Regions from separate parts of the Mus musculus genome. Here regions 1, 2 and 3 are each linked to region 4. The links are chromatin contacts, called in public Hi-C and HiChIP or PLAC-seq maps. All regions are on one chromosome and are shown on one strand. The core of a region is the stretch at or near the end of the contact, and the rest is flanking DNA. Distances in the headings are between cores, read along the strand shown.

Evidence for each region. A called contact is a pair of places that touch in the nucleus more often than the background predicts. HiChIP or PLAC-seq counts read pairs in DNA pulled down with a chosen protein or histone mark.
Region 1: a contact with region 4 is called in an H3K4me3 HiChIP or PLAC-seq map of forebrain, with 3 times the contacts expected there. The contact joins the enhancer-like site here to the promoter of Tdp1 in region 4. A contact is called at or near these places in 1 of 484 Hi-C or Micro-C datasets (nephron progenitors), 7 of 115 datasets of contacts at active chromatin or transcription factors (embryonic basal ganglia, embryonic forebrain, embryonic stem cells and 3 more) and 3 of 9 other capture datasets (adipose tissue, liver and macrophages).
Region 2: an H3K4me3 HiChIP or PLAC-seq map of bone marrow-derived macrophages shows a contact between it and region 4, with 4 times the contacts expected there. The contact joins the enhancer-like site here to the promoter of Tdp1 in region 4. A contact is called at or near these places in 8 of 39 promoter capture datasets (3T3-L1-derived adipocytes, the HPC-7 cell line, frontonasal cranial neural crest and 4 more), 2 of 484 Hi-C or Micro-C datasets (bone marrow-derived macrophages and uterus), 6 of 115 datasets of contacts at active chromatin or transcription factors (bone marrow-derived macrophages, embryonic basal ganglia, embryonic forebrain and 2 more) and 3 of 9 other capture datasets (adipose tissue, liver and pancreatic islet).
Region 3: a contact with region 4 is called in a Hi-C map of bone marrow-derived macrophages, with 21 read pairs. The contact joins the enhancer-like site here to the promoter of Tdp1 in region 4. A contact is called at or near these places in 12 of 39 promoter capture datasets (the 3T3-L1 cell line, the C10 cell line, HPC-7-derived erythroid cells and 6 more), 7 of 484 Hi-C or Micro-C datasets (CD4 T cells, CD8 T cells, bone marrow-derived macrophages and 4 more), 10 of 115 datasets of contacts at active chromatin or transcription factors (acute myeloid leukemia, bone marrow-derived macrophages, embryonic midbrain and 5 more) and 4 of 9 other capture datasets (adipose tissue, liver, macrophages and 1 more).

What each region holds. Positions count from the first base shown.
Region 1 is chr12:99,517,677-99,521,162 of GRCm38.p6, reverse strand. It overlaps a transcript of Foxn3 not described here. Among named protein-coding and RNA genes, the nearest start is that of Gm26839, 44 kb to the left of the region's middle. Within about 2 kb of position 1,827, at least 52 of the 459 cell types and tissues checked have an H3K27ac peak or open chromatin away from gene starts, as enhancers often do. A contact at or near this core is called in forebrain and stem cell-derived neural progenitor cells, where this site is marked.
Region 2 is chr12:99,478,937-99,482,540 of GRCm38.p6, reverse strand. It overlaps a transcript of Foxn3 not described here. Among named protein-coding and RNA genes, the nearest start is that of Foxn3, 31 kb to the right of the region's middle. Within about 2 kb of position 1,975, at least 1 of the 459 cell types and tissues checked has an H3K27ac peak or open chromatin away from gene starts, as enhancers often do. A contact at or near this core is called in bone marrow-derived macrophages, where this site is marked.
Region 3 is chr12:99,542,593-99,546,047 of GRCm38.p6, reverse strand. It overlaps a transcript of Foxn3 not described here. Among named protein-coding and RNA genes, the nearest start is that of Gm26839, 20 kb to the left of the region's middle. Within about 2 kb of position 1,362, at least 35 of the 459 cell types and tissues checked have an H3K27ac peak or open chromatin away from gene starts, as enhancers often do. A contact at or near this core is called in acute myeloid leukemia, adipose tissue, bone marrow-derived macrophages and 2 more, where this site is marked.
Region 4 is chr12:99,882,966-99,886,172 of GRCm38.p6, reverse strand. It overlaps Tdp1 (tyrosyl-DNA phosphodiesterase 1), which reads right to left and starts at 1,655. Exons shown (of 16, transcript NM_028354.5): 1 at 1,621-1,655. Efcab11 (EF-hand calcium binding domain 11) reads left to right here and starts at 2,731. Exons shown (of 6, transcript NM_030172.2): 1 at 2,731-2,891. The coding sequence starts at 2,817.

The DNA of each region.
Region 1 (3,486 bases), core at 578-3,077, 370 kb after region 4:
CTTTGCCCCTTCTTAGAAATGGGAACAAAACACCCATGGAAGGAGTTACAGAGACAAAATGTTGAGCTGTGACGAAATGATGGACCATCTAGTGATTGCCATATCCAGGGATCCATCCCATAATCAGCTTCCAAATGCTGACACCATTGCATACACTAGCAAGATTTTGCTGAAAGGACCCAGATATAGCTGTCTCTTGTGAGACTATGCCGGGGCCTAGCAAACACAGAAGTGGATGATCACAGTCAGCTATTGGATGGGTCACACGGCCCCCAATGGAGGAGCTAGAGAAAGTACCCAAGGAGCTAAAGGGAACTGCAACCCTATAGATGGAACAACAATATGAACTAACCAGTACCCCGGAGCTCTTGTCTCTAGCTGCATATGTATCAAAAGATGGCCTAGTCGGCCATCACTGCAAAGAGAGGCCCATTGGACTTGCAAACTTTATATGCCCCAGTACAGGGGAACGCCAGGGCCAAAAAGGGGGAGTGGGTGGGTAGGGGATTGTGGGGGTGGGTATGGGGGACTTTTGGGATAGCACTGGAAATGTAAACGAGGAAAATACCTAATTTAAAAAAAAAATGAAAACACACACACACAAAAAAAAAGCGATTAAAGATGAGAGAGGCCCCGGAGAGATGGTTCAGCAGTTAAAAGGCATATTACACAGGCCGAGGGCCAGAGTTCAATTCCCAGCATCCACATCAGATGACTTAGCACCACCCTTAGCACGGTGCAGAGGGTCTGGTGTCCCCTTCTTGACCCCCCAGGCTCATGCCACATGTACACATATGGTCTCCCATGTACATAATGTGACCAACCAGATCATTGGTGGTGAAAGATAAACTAGTTTTAGAGAACATAGCCAGATATCTGGCCTTTTGGCTGCCATATTGCTTACTGGGTCACGATTGATTGGCAGTCACATCTACCACACCATTCTTCCCTTTCCATTCCTGTTCTTTTTCCCAGTGGAGGGAACTTGGTATGCATGTGGAAAGTAAAGGAGAGGAGGAAGAGGAGAGGAGAGCCATGGAGTCCATTCAAAAGCCCTGGGGGAGGGGCAGCAGGACTTTGAGAAAGGTGGCTATCATGACTGGGTCATGTTAACATGGGCGGGTGTCAGATAATGCCATCCCCCCATGTTAGCAGGCTGAATAGAATTTCCATGTCATGGTCTCAATGTTGCAAGATTGGAGCTGATACCCCCTGTGACATGCCCGTGTCCTGAACCAGCCATTTTTGACAAAGCAGGATCCAAAAGACATTGTCTCCTAAGGCTAAAAGCTAACCGTTTGTTGCCTCTTTTTTTTTTAATTTAAGTTATTTCTTCCCTGTAGGAAAGTAAAGAAATGGTGCTAAAATAATAATTAAATGCTGACAGGGCTAAGTTTCTCCCCAGCATGAGCCAGCAGCAGTTTCCTACCACAACATTAGGTCATTTGAAGAAAAAAAAAAATTCGACGAAGTACAAACGTTTCTAGGCTTTCCCTGTTAGCCTCTCTTCAATGAACCAGCAGCAGAAATGAAAGGGTGTAATTTGACAGCCACAATTTACTTAAGGGTGGGGGAGATACAATGGTAGCGTGTGTGTCAGAGTGAGGTTTGTCTAGGGACTTCTTCTTGCTCTTTCCTGGTGAGGATTGTTTGCCAGCCCTGAGCTTCTCATGCCAGTGTCCTGGACTGAGGCCCAGAGCTGCCTTCGAGGCCAGCCTTTCCTTTTCTTTCTTTTTCTTTTTCTTTCTCCCCTTCCTCTGTGCAGCGGGTTTCCCATTGCTGGGGTTGAATGACCTTGACTGGAGCAGGCTCAGGAAAGGAAGTGTCCTTGCATGGAGCTCCTCCGCACAGCCCTCAGCGGTGGCTTTCTGCATCTGGCGGCTCCCTGCGTCTCTTTGTATTAACTCGCTGTGGCATGAGGGCTGCAGGCCAGATTTGACGTGTAGATGGAGTTGTTGTGTGGCATATGGTAAACGAAGCCGGCGTTGCTAATTATGCTTCCTCTGTACTTTCTCCTCGGATTCTGCTCGACCATGGCTTTCTAGCGTTTGGACCCCGAGTTCTACTTTTTTGGGGGGGGGCTTGGTTTAGTCTCGTCTTTGTGGATACTGGAAAGAGAGTTTCAATTTCGGGGCTCATGCAACCCAAATCCTTCATTTCAAAGATCAGGAGGACATCAGGTCTCGGAGACTGTTTCGGAAGGGACTTGCAAGATGGAGGTCAAAGCTCAACTCCCCTAAGCATCTGGCGAGCCCAGCTCTGTCCTTCAGTGTTGTGCCTTGCACAGGTGTGTAGTAATTCATTTCCTGGTGCCTCCGGGACAGAGCATTCGGACTGCCAGGTGTGAACTGTTCTGGAGCCCAGGATTCCAAAGCCAAGGTGCCAACAGGGTTGCCCAGGTGACCACAGGGACCTGTGGAGAACGTTCCGCGCCTCTTGGCTTCTGTTTTCGTCAGCAACTCTAGTTTACTGGGGCCCAAATAGTAAAGAGAATGTGAGGCTTAGTTTTGACTCACAGTTTCTGAGAGTCTGTTCCATGGTCTCTTGCACCCCTGTGCTTGGGCAGAGCATTGTGGTAGTGGGAGGGAGTGACAGGGGCTTTTCCCTTACCCGTGGAAGCAGAGAGCAAGACTGGAAGGAGCTCAGGCTAACTAACTAAGCTTCCTCGATTGCCTGCTTACCTACGTCCTTCAGCCGTGTTCCACATCTAAGAATTAGTCCCACATCTGCCCCATGTGGACCAAGTATTTAAGCACAGGATCCTGTGGAGAGCATATCATATGCCAACCATAAAACCTTGGCACCCAATGGCTAATCGCTCCATCCCTCCATTCCCTCCCGTAATCACCCTCTGCCCCATTCCATGGGTGGCTTCTCTTCTTAGACGGATGCTAAGCGTGCAGCACTCAGGGTGTGCCTTGCTGAGCGGGCTCTCACTTCAAGCACATCTCTAAGAGACTGTTTCCGAAGCTCTCTTGCTAAGGCTTCAACAGACGCTCTGTGGGGAGAGAGAATTCACCGAGTAACGGCTGAGATGGGGTGAGTCTTTCCATGGGGGGATTTTGGAGACATTTAACTGCAATGAATCATTATCACCTTCAATAGTTCTTTGAGAGTGTGGTCTCTTTATGCTTTTCCTGTCGACTGAGGAACCTGCGTCCTCCCATGCATTATTAATGACTGTGGTAGGTAAGCGTTCCCTTTTAGCACTGACGGGAGGGTGTTTGAGTCAGTCTGGGATTAGTTATTAAGTGAGAGAAAGCTAGACACAACTCAGAGACCAGACTTCCATTGTGAACATTTATTGGTAGAGATTCCCTGGGTCCTTGGAGAAGCATTACAGCCCTTCAGTTTGGAGAGTTATCATTCATTATCTTCATTTTTATATTTATTCTACAATTGCTGAGGTGCTATCATAATTTAGGCTATAGAATAATGTGTTCTATATGACTCATTCTATAGTAACTTATTCAGCAATTAATCAAA
Region 2 (3,604 bases), core at 726-3,225, 400 kb after region 4:
GAAAAGGGACTGTGTGAGGGGAGGACCAGCAAGAGGCAGGGCAGTGGTCAGGGTGTAAAGTGAATAAATACACTAGTTAAGGGGGGAGGTGGGGAGAGTACATTGGTTGGGCCCTGTATAAAGAGGGGTCTAGTGCCCTTGTATTAAGCTTCCATGGGAGCAGGGCAGTTTCTTCACGCCATGTTGATTTAGTTTAAAAACACCCAACAGTATTATGAAAGAATTGGAGAGCTGAATACAGAAATGATGTAAAGAGATGCCCTCAGTACCCTCCAGAGGACTCCTCAGGGCTCTGAGTGTGAAATTGAGAGAAATGGGAAATGGAATGAGATTCCTAGCTACAGGTTTCAAATCTTTAGCTCGGGAACAGTGACACAAATGCAGAGGAAGTGACAGGTCACCCACTCAAGTCACTGCTGTCCCAAAATGTTCTTCAGTTTTCAGCTCAACACGTTGGCGCCCAGGTCACTAATTCCTGCTGAGGACTTTTAGAATGGTGGGTTTCTCCGTGTCTGTATAGGGTCTGTTTTAGTTTGGTCTCTGTTGCTATGGTAGGCACTTGGGGGAGGAAAGGCTTAATTTAGCTTTCTGCCTATAGTCCCTCATCAAGGGAAGCCAAGGCAGGAACTCGAGGCAGGAACTTGAAGCAGAGACCTCAGGGGAGCACTGCTTCCTGGCTTGCTCCCAGGTTCATCTACCTTTCTAACACCACCGAGGTCCACCACTCTGCGGATGGTACTACCCTCAGTGGGATGGTCCTTGTATCTTAGCAATCAATAAAATGTCCCAAGACATGCCCATCAGCCAACCTGAGGGAGGAAGCTCCTCAACTGTGGTCCCCTCGTTCTGGGTGTATCAAGTTGACAACTGAAGCTAACCACAGCAGGGTCCTGCTGCAGAGAGTCCTGGCAGCCAGCTGCACTGCCCTTCAGAGATGCCACTACTACGCGGCTAAGAGCACTGCAGAAGGAATGTATCTTTGTGTAACACATTGTAAGTCTAGTCCCTGCTGCAGGTCCTGAGGGTAGGGCCAGGGATGCTGATATTGTCTTGGGATGGGATGGCTGCAAGGGTACCATTCTACCACAGTGAATAACTGTGAGGGGAGCCTTTGCCTAGCTGCTCCCTGCCCTGGGGAGCCAGTACGAATTCTGCCCTTGAGGCTGAATCCTTTTACACTTAGTGTAATTGTTTTATGGCCTGAAGTGCTCTCTCTTGTTCAATGCTCATGTGTATTTAAATATACAATCTTCTGTTGTTGAGTGTATGTTTTTGACAGTAGATTATTTGGGTTCATAGTGTTCAAATCCTCTACACCTTTCCTGATTTTCCTGTCTGAAATTTCAGGCTGTTAATGTGCGCTTGCCTATTTTTCCTTGCAATTCTATGATTTTTCTTCATGTGTTTTGCAGCTGTTGTTAGTATCTAGGTATCAGTGATTATTTTAGTTTACTTTATTGTATTTATGGTTGGTGCAAGCCAGAGCTGCTTCTATGCTTTGTGAGCTCTGTACCACCGACCCACGTCCCCAGCTTTTGGTTTCAGAGACAGGACCTTGTATAGTTCACGCTAGCTTCAAACCTTTGATTCTCCTGTTTTTGCCGCCTGAGATGTGAGTTGCTGTTTTTATGATTATGTGACACCTCTGTTATTGTGAAATTATCCCCTTCACTACAGCAGCGCTCTTCAATTTGAAATCTCCTTTGACATGAACAAAGCCATTCCAGATTTCTTTTCTTCCCTTTCTTTCTATAACATAAATGATTTATGGTGTGTTTGTTTTACCTGCATTGATGTCTGTGCACCAGATGCACGCCCGATGCTGGAGGTGGCCAGAAGAGGGGCATCTGATCTAGAATGGAACAACAGAGGGCTGTGAGCTACCATGTGGGTGCTGGGAATTCACCTGAGTCCTCTAGAAGAGCAGCGAGTATTCTCATCTCTCCAGCCCAGTCTTACTTCCCCTTTTCTACTGGTTCCCATTAACCCCCACATAGCTCCCCAATTCTGCTTTCACATCACATGAATTTCCTTACACTCTTCCTCTTCCTCCTCTTCTTCCTCCTCCTCCTCCTCATCTTCCTCCTCCTCCTCAGTTAAGTTCTTTTCTTTCACTCTCCCTCTTGTGGTCCCCATTATACTTTTATGAGCTAATGTCTGCATATGGAAGACATGGTAGCATTTGTCTTTCTGGGCATGACTTGTTTCATTTAACACAACATTATCCAGTTCCTTCTATTCTCCTGAAATGCCATATTTTACTTTTTTCTTTGCGGGTGATTAAAATTTCCTTGTATGGGCTAGAGAGGTGGCTCAATGGTCAAGAGCACTTGTTGCTCATGTAGAGGACCCAGGTTTTATTCCCAGCATGCACACACACACACACACACACACACACACACACACACATACACACACACACACACACAGTGGTTCTGGCCTTTGTGGGCTTTGTACATACATGGTACACATACATATATGCAGGCAAAACACTCTCACATGAAATAGAAATGAGTAAATATAATTAAAAACATTTAAGCTATAAAATCATGTAAAAATATATTGAGTATATGTAGCATGTTTTCTGAATCCATCAGCGGGTGGACGTTTAGGGTGGCTGGACGTCTAGAGTGGTCTGTTTCGTGGTAATTGTTAATACTGGAAGAGTAAACATAGATGTTATGGTATCATTTTGGTGTATTAGAGTTCTCTTGGTACACACCTCGGACTTACATATGTATAGCTGCTGATAGCTGCTGGTACATGTGGTTAGTTCTTGTGGGACATCCACGGTGGCTTCCATAGCGACAACGTCAGTCTGTTCCCACCATCAGCATCACCGGGCACCTCTTCCCTCACATCCTGGACAGCATGTGTTACTCTTTGCTTTCCTAATGAAACATTATGAATTAGATAGGGTGGAATTGTAAAGTGGTTTTAAATTTCACTTCCCTAATGGCCCTGGCTGTTGAATACATTTTCAAGTATTTATTGGCTGCGTGTTTCTTCTTTTGAGAACTTTTTAAGTTAATTAGCCCACTTGTTGACCGGATAGTTTGTTTTGGTGTTTAAGTTTTAAAATATATTTATTTTATGCATGTGGGTATTTTGCTTACATGTATGTCTGTGCACTCTTTGTGTGCTTGCTATTCTTGGAGGCAAAAAAAAAAAAAAAAAGGTGTTGGATTCCCTGGAACTGGAGCCATTGGTGGTTTAATGTTTCTTTCTGTGCCAGCGCCATGCTGGTTTTGTTACTATGTCTCTGTGGTGTAGTTTGATGGAAGCGATGCCTCCAGCATTGCTCACTCTGCTTGGGATTGCTCAGGCTATTTGGAGCTCTTTGTACATTCTTTTTCTAGTTCTATGAAGAGTCTAGCTGGGATTTCGATGGTGATTGCATTAGCTCTGTGAGCCACTTTTGATGATAAAGCCATTGTTATACTGTTGGTCCTGCCAATGTATGGGCATGGGAACTCCATTTTTGATCTCTTCCCTCAAAGTTTTCACTGCACAGCTCTTCCACTTCCTTCGTTACCTTTATGCCTACATATTTTGTTTTTCCAAAAGCAATCGTGAATGGTATTCTTTTTTTTTTTTTTTTTTT
Region 3 (3,455 bases), core at 113-2,612, 340 kb after region 4:
CACAGAGAGAGAGAGAGAGAGAGAGAGGGAGAGAGAGAGAGAGAGAGAAGAGCTAGGTACCGTTCCCATCTTTTAGGAGCCCCGTACTTCCTTTCCCTTTATTGACTTTAGGTTTTGCTTAAGCAGGCAGACCTTCTACCTCCAGGCCAGAGTTTAGCAAATCTACAACCAAGGCGCTCGCCAGCTCTGAAGGAGTCCCAGGGCTGCAGGACATCTCAGCTTGACTGGACCCCGGCTGCTGGCCTCAGTGTCCCCCAAGTTAACGCATTAATCCCTTTGTTGTTAGGCTCCCCGTTGCCAGTGCTTCATTTTTATGTTCTGTTGCTTAGAAAACGACAGTGACATATGGACGGAAGTTAAATTGTTGGAATCATATTCTGTTTTCTTTTCGCTGAGTGGTTTTCTTTCTCCCATGCCATGTACTATGGATGGGAAAGTCCCCTGACATTGCTGTAACTCTGATCTATTATCCACCTGCTAGGATGTAAACACTGTGCATGTGGCAAATCGCTTTATATGCCAATAAAGCCTGTGTTTTGGAAAAATGTCGGACTGTTTGTATCCAAAACATTGTTTGGAATCAAGTTCTCTAAAACAGGCAAATTAAGAATAGGAAGTGATATCCTGAATAGCATCATTAAAATTCCAGGAAAGGACAGACATCTTGCAAATGCAAGATGTGGTGAGGCTATAATTAGGCAGCAACCACACCACTGGTCTGCTTGAGAATACTGCTTCTCCTTAGACTCTGTTCCTGTCTGACCAAGAAGAGTCACTGTAAGGATGATCCAACAGGCAGGGCTAGCCTTCTCAAAGGCTACTACACCAGGCCCTTCACTACTGTGGCTTTTTCTTTTATAAAATAGGGGATAGAATTTTGTACAAAAGAGCAGAGTATAGCATTTTAAAATAAACTAGAGGAAGAGAAGGAGGCATACGGCTTGTCATATAGAGCTTGTCAGGTTTTTTTCTCCACTCCAAAACTTCCCAGACATGTATTAGTATACACACACACACACAAAATCTGTCTTATTTACTAAATCTCAGGGCATCAATGACATACAGGACCTGACAGACTGACATCATAGTGAGTTCCATCTTGCTGATGCCGTGAGGTACTGAGTGTCCCTGCCCCAGTGAGCATTTGTTCCTTTCTCTCTTTAGCATCAAATAGCACAAAGGAAAGAGTCAAGAACTAATAATTTTCCTATGGGCACCGTGGTCTTTAAGTGTGTATTTTTAGCAGAGGGCGTCCTTTGTTGTGGTTAGGTTGACCAAACATTCTGCTTTGTTTGTGGTGCTTCTGGTCTGTGCCCGCAGACGCAGTGAGGTCCCCACTGATGTCTATTTTTATCTCCCATCAGCGTCCTCATTTGCATGATAAGTTTTGCTCACCTAGCTAGCTCGCTCGCTCGCTCGCGTGGGCTGTCAGTGTGTCTAACATTAGCAGATGTAGTTTGTTCAGGTCTCCTCTTCTGCAGAGAAAAGTTGCTTACAATCAAAAAGAAGAAACAAAACAAAACCGGAGTCCTGGAGATCCATCAAGGCATTGAGGAACAAGGTTGAAGGTGAAAACCCACAGAAGGGAAGCTGAGCCTCTGGGCCTGTTTCCTGTTACTAGTGTGACTTTGTTAACCAATATCCATAATTCATATATCCAGAGGGCTAAAATGTAAGACAAACAATTGACCTTTTGGAATACTTGCTGCGGTTAAATCCCAGGAGAGCATGCTTTCTGGGGTGATAGAAACGACCTAAGATTGGATTCAGAGAAGGCTATGATGGTATGATTGGATTCATGAAAACCATTAAATGAATCCTTGTAGTTGGTGACTTTAATGGCGTGTAAATGGCTTCTTGTACTCCAAGGAAGTGTTTTCGGAGGCGAAATGGATGGATTCAATAAAGGGGATGCCAGTGAAGAGAGAATTGGTGACTTAGAAGATGGAGCAGAAGGAAATAAAGCCCAAGGCTGGAGTGTACTTCTGTGGGGCCCTGGAGTCTGTCCTCAGTGCCAAAGTAATAATGAGATAGCAACAAGAACAGTGACACCGGGAGGTGGCAGCACAGACAATAAACAAGATCATGAAGACATAAAATGTGGTAGGAATACCCCACAGATATGTAACTGTATATTCATCAAGAGAGAGAAAATGAGACAGAAGAGGTGTTTGTGGGGGGCAGTGTTTCAGGTTTTGTTGTTTCTGTTCTATTTTGTTTTGTTTTGTTTTGTTTTGAAGCAAGCTCTCCCACCGTAGCCCTGGCTGGCCTAGAATTCTCTATGTACAACAAGCTGGACTGAATTCACAGAGGTCCACCTGTTTCTGCCTCCCGAATGCCAGGATTAAATGCACGTGCCCCCATGCCCAGCTTCAAGTTTCTGTAACCCTTATTTATTTACTGTGGGTGTATGTGTGCGTAGGGAGGGGCACATGCTGTGACTGTGTGTGAAGGTCAGAGGGCACTTTATGAGATTTGGCTTTCTCCTTAAACCATGTGGGCCCTTGGGATTGAACTAAAGTTGTCAGGCTTGGCAATGTGCAACTTGACCTGCTGAGCCATCTCACAGGCCCAGAGAATGTTGGGGAAGCCCTAAGATATGGAACAGTGTACATACATATATACATATATATGTGCTCGTGCACACATACTCTAGCATTGTACAATTCTGAAAACAAACAGTAGTTAGAGTTAGGACCAGCAACTATTTGCCTTAATGGAGCCACCATGAGACTGACAGCAGAGTGTCTTAATGGAAACAATAAGGATCAGGTGGAAGTGGAACTTTTTGTGTGTCATTGCTGAAGGAAAACAACTGTTTGTCAGGTTCAGCATCTAAGACTCTTCAAGATTGAAAAACCAGTGGTTTTAAAGGGTGGCCGGGCTAACTTGCACTAAAGACAACTCCTTCAAGGGTACCTGTAGGATAGAAGGAATGTTGTTCCCGATGAGTGCTCGGATCTGCAGGAAGCAGGGAAGACCCACAGAAACAACAATTCGTTCAATGTAAGTAAATATTGACTAGATAAATAATGGTAATTGAGCCCCACGGAGCTTAACATAGACAGGGAGTAGACAAATGGCCAAGGAAGAGTGTAAGCAAAGAAGCTAATAAAGTGAAAGTTGTCCCGAGTTCCTCGTGGTGAAGGGCTAGTTTGTATTAACCATTGCTAAGTTAAGGATGCATATTTTAAACTCTGGGTAATCATTAAAAGAATGATGAACAAATGTATAAACAATAAGCTGAGGGAGATAAAATAGAATAATGAAGAATAATTAGATAATTCAAAAGGAACAGGAATGGAGTAGGGGATAAAAATCTTTAAACAATATATATATATATATATCCAAAACCAAATGTGCCAGAGATTATATTAAGCAAAAGTAGACCAAATGGAAAGCCAGGAGATTATTGAATTGGACTTAAATTGGTACTCTGAATCCTGTGACTTATG
Region 4 (3,207 bases), core at 406-2,905:
ATGTAGCTTATGGCTCCATTACAGCTATCACAGCAAAATAAAGTCTACTTTGTAAAAGTATTTACATAGGAGTAGATTCAAATAAATATGAAGAAAATAACAGCATATGTGTAAAGAGAATAAATAAAAACTAAGGCAGGCGAGGCAATGGAATTTGGCAGTGTTGGATACTGTACCAAGATGGGGGAAAAAATCTTATGGAATCCTTTCACCAGACAGCAAACTCAGAATGTCATCAGAAATTTCCTTAAGGGCTTTTAAAAATATGCATGGAGGGCTAGAGCTTTGAGCCGTGGATAAGAGGGTTTGCCATGAGTTCCAAAGCCCAGCATAATACCTGTGCCTATGACCCCAACATTGTGATAGTCAAGGAGGTCTGAGAGTTCACTGGCCAGTCACCCAGAAAGAAAACTGCCGCCATCTTCAGGTTCTGTGAGATTCTGACTCACTAGAACAGGGCAGAGCGCAACTGAGGAAGACAGTCGGAAACTGCCTGTATAGGTGTGTGTACAAACACACACACACACAACAGCTGATGAAAAAAAAAAAGGCACTCCGCTTAGAACCTTGCTTCCACTATTCCCCGGTTGGCTGAGCAGACTCAGTATTTCTTCTATATAGACACTACTCCTCAGACATTTAAGACAGAGGCACCAGATTCTTCCAAGGTGGTCCTTCCTCTGAGCCGGGAAGTAAGCAGAATTGAGGTCGGGGATAAAGAGTTAATAATATAAAGCTTCTATCCTAGACAGGTTTAATTTCAGGGTGAAAGGCACACATTAACACATAAAAAGCCTAAAAGTCAAGATGACTACAGATGCTCACTACATTTTACAGGGATAACTTTTCTTTGGAATCATTTGTGGCATAGCATGAGACCTGGGAGGGAAAGGAATCCGCGGGCTAAAAGGCAGTCGAGAAACATTCCAGACAGATGGAATCCAACCTGCTGAAGGCCAGGAGGAGGTAGCTAGGTTCTAACTGTAACACAGGAATGGTCCAGAAAGAAGGGGTGGGGACAGTAAGGCAAGTTAAAAGCCGAATTTTATTCTAAAGACAATGGGACTCCCAGTGAGAGTGCCTTGGCCCGTCTAGTCTTTTAAAATGATCATATGTAACACAACTTTGTGCACACGTGGCGATAAGGACGCTTCTGCAGGAGCTGGGCTGTGGGGTGCTGACGATGGTCAAGGAGCAGTAATTTGGGGGTACAGTAAGCAAATCGTAAAGCTGCCAACGTTCCCCGAGCGCTCAGCTCTGCCCAGACACAATTCCAAGCGTACAGACTCATTTCAACCTCAAGACAGCCCAATATCACGGCGGTGTCCCTGGTGTGGAGCGTGGTCCACGGAGGGAGCGAAGGCCAGCGGCTCTGCAGCGCGTCCCAAGGGTTAGGAGCGCAGGGTCCGGGGCTCCCGGGACTCAGAGCGGAGGAACCCTGCCCAAGGACCCCGGCCTCGCCGCTCTCCTCGCGGTCCTCACCGAGCCCTGCTGGCCTTCCACTACCACATCTGATGGCAGCGGCCATCGCGCCGCCATGAGGAGGGCGGGCGCAGAGTTACCGCCGCCGCTGCCGCCAGAGCCCGCCCCGAGCCGGCGCCCGCAGCGGCAGACACCTACCTGACCCGCCAGGCCGCCGCCGCCGCCGCCGAGACTCCGCCCCGCGGCGCGCCCGCGCATGCGCGCAGTTCAAACTCGCCGGCGCCGCCGCCTAGCTAGCCAGCCGCTTCCCCTTCCGGAAGCCCCCCACTGGGTCCTAAAGACAGCCTCATTTGCCTGAGACCAAGAGGACCAGAAAAGAGCCGAATGAACGCCTCACTCTCTGCTAGTTTCCTGTTGAAAGAAGAGAGAAACAGAAAGCTGTGGTAGCTTCTCTCTCGAGGTTAATTTGCAAACAACGACTCCATTCTGGGGATGCTTTTAGGCAGCTTCAGGCTCTCAAGGCTAAGACAGCGGCGTGCTCTGGGAGATGGGTGAGCGGTAGAAAAAGACAGCTGCTTCAGACTTTAAAATCGACTGCTAGATAAAAAGTTAAATGAGCTCCCATCAGACTCAGAACCTCCTTTGAAGGTTTCTCCTTTGAAACGGTCATGTTCTTGTCAATCTCACTGATTTGCCAGAAGGGTAGAGGGTATTCCTCATCTTCTATAAAGATGTCTGGTATGGGATTCTTGTGCTGTTCCTTAAGTCAGCCTCACGTCAGGCATCGCCTTCCGGGGGGTTGAATAATCAATTCTGTGTAAACATTCAAAAAAACGGGACATTCCGTTTAATTGTCCTAGACACAGTGTTACGTGCCAGGGTTACCAAGAGGGCGAAAATAAACATAGTAGCTGCTCTGCGAAGGCCGTCCAAAGACTTGCAGTTTAAAAATGAATCTTGGTGTTCACTCATTATTTGTGTTTGTGTGCTTTTTTTTTCACATTCTTCGTGTGTCTCCTGCCAAATCTAGCAATGACACGGGTCAGAATAATCAAAAAGAGTTTATTGTAAATTTGGGAGAGAGCCTGAAAGCAATCAAAACGAGTTAAGAGAGCCCAGAGGTACCAGACCTCCCTTAAGACAAGAAAAATCGAGTAGGGGCGGGGCCAAGGTCTGGGAGCGGGCCTTGAGGCCCCGCCCCATCGTTAAACAGCGCCTTTAACCAATGACAGTACGAAATCAACGCCAGTGGCTCGGAGACTGACCAATGGGAGGAGACGTTGGAGTTGCGCGGCGAAGTTGAGTCCCAGCGGTGGTGGGCGAGGCCGCAGTGGCTGGTCTGTGTTCTCGCTGCAGCGGAGGAGACGCCTGGCTTGGTCTCCGTGTCGGTGGCGATGTTCTTGTCAGAGGCAGGCGCAAGGCCCCGAGCAGGCGAAGCCAGCGCCTCAGAACGCAGGAAATGGGTGAAAGTAGGTGTGGGAGCGCGACCCGAGTTCAGACTTAAGCCTGACCAGGGCCACTTCTGTCACCCCTCTTGGTTCTGGCATTGCTGCAGGACTCTGATCACTTCCCCGCCCACCACACTGTCCACGGATAATCACCTCGACCTCCTATCCGTCCCATCACCTTCCCAATCCCAGGACTGAGCTTTCGAGTACAGTTTATTCCAGCGGTTTAGAGGAATGGATTTGTCAGCCCCTTAAACTTGGTCAAGTTCCTTAAACTTTGGGGAGAGGGGACAGAGGGAAATCTTTAACTCGGCGGTTATATTGCTTGAGAATTAAA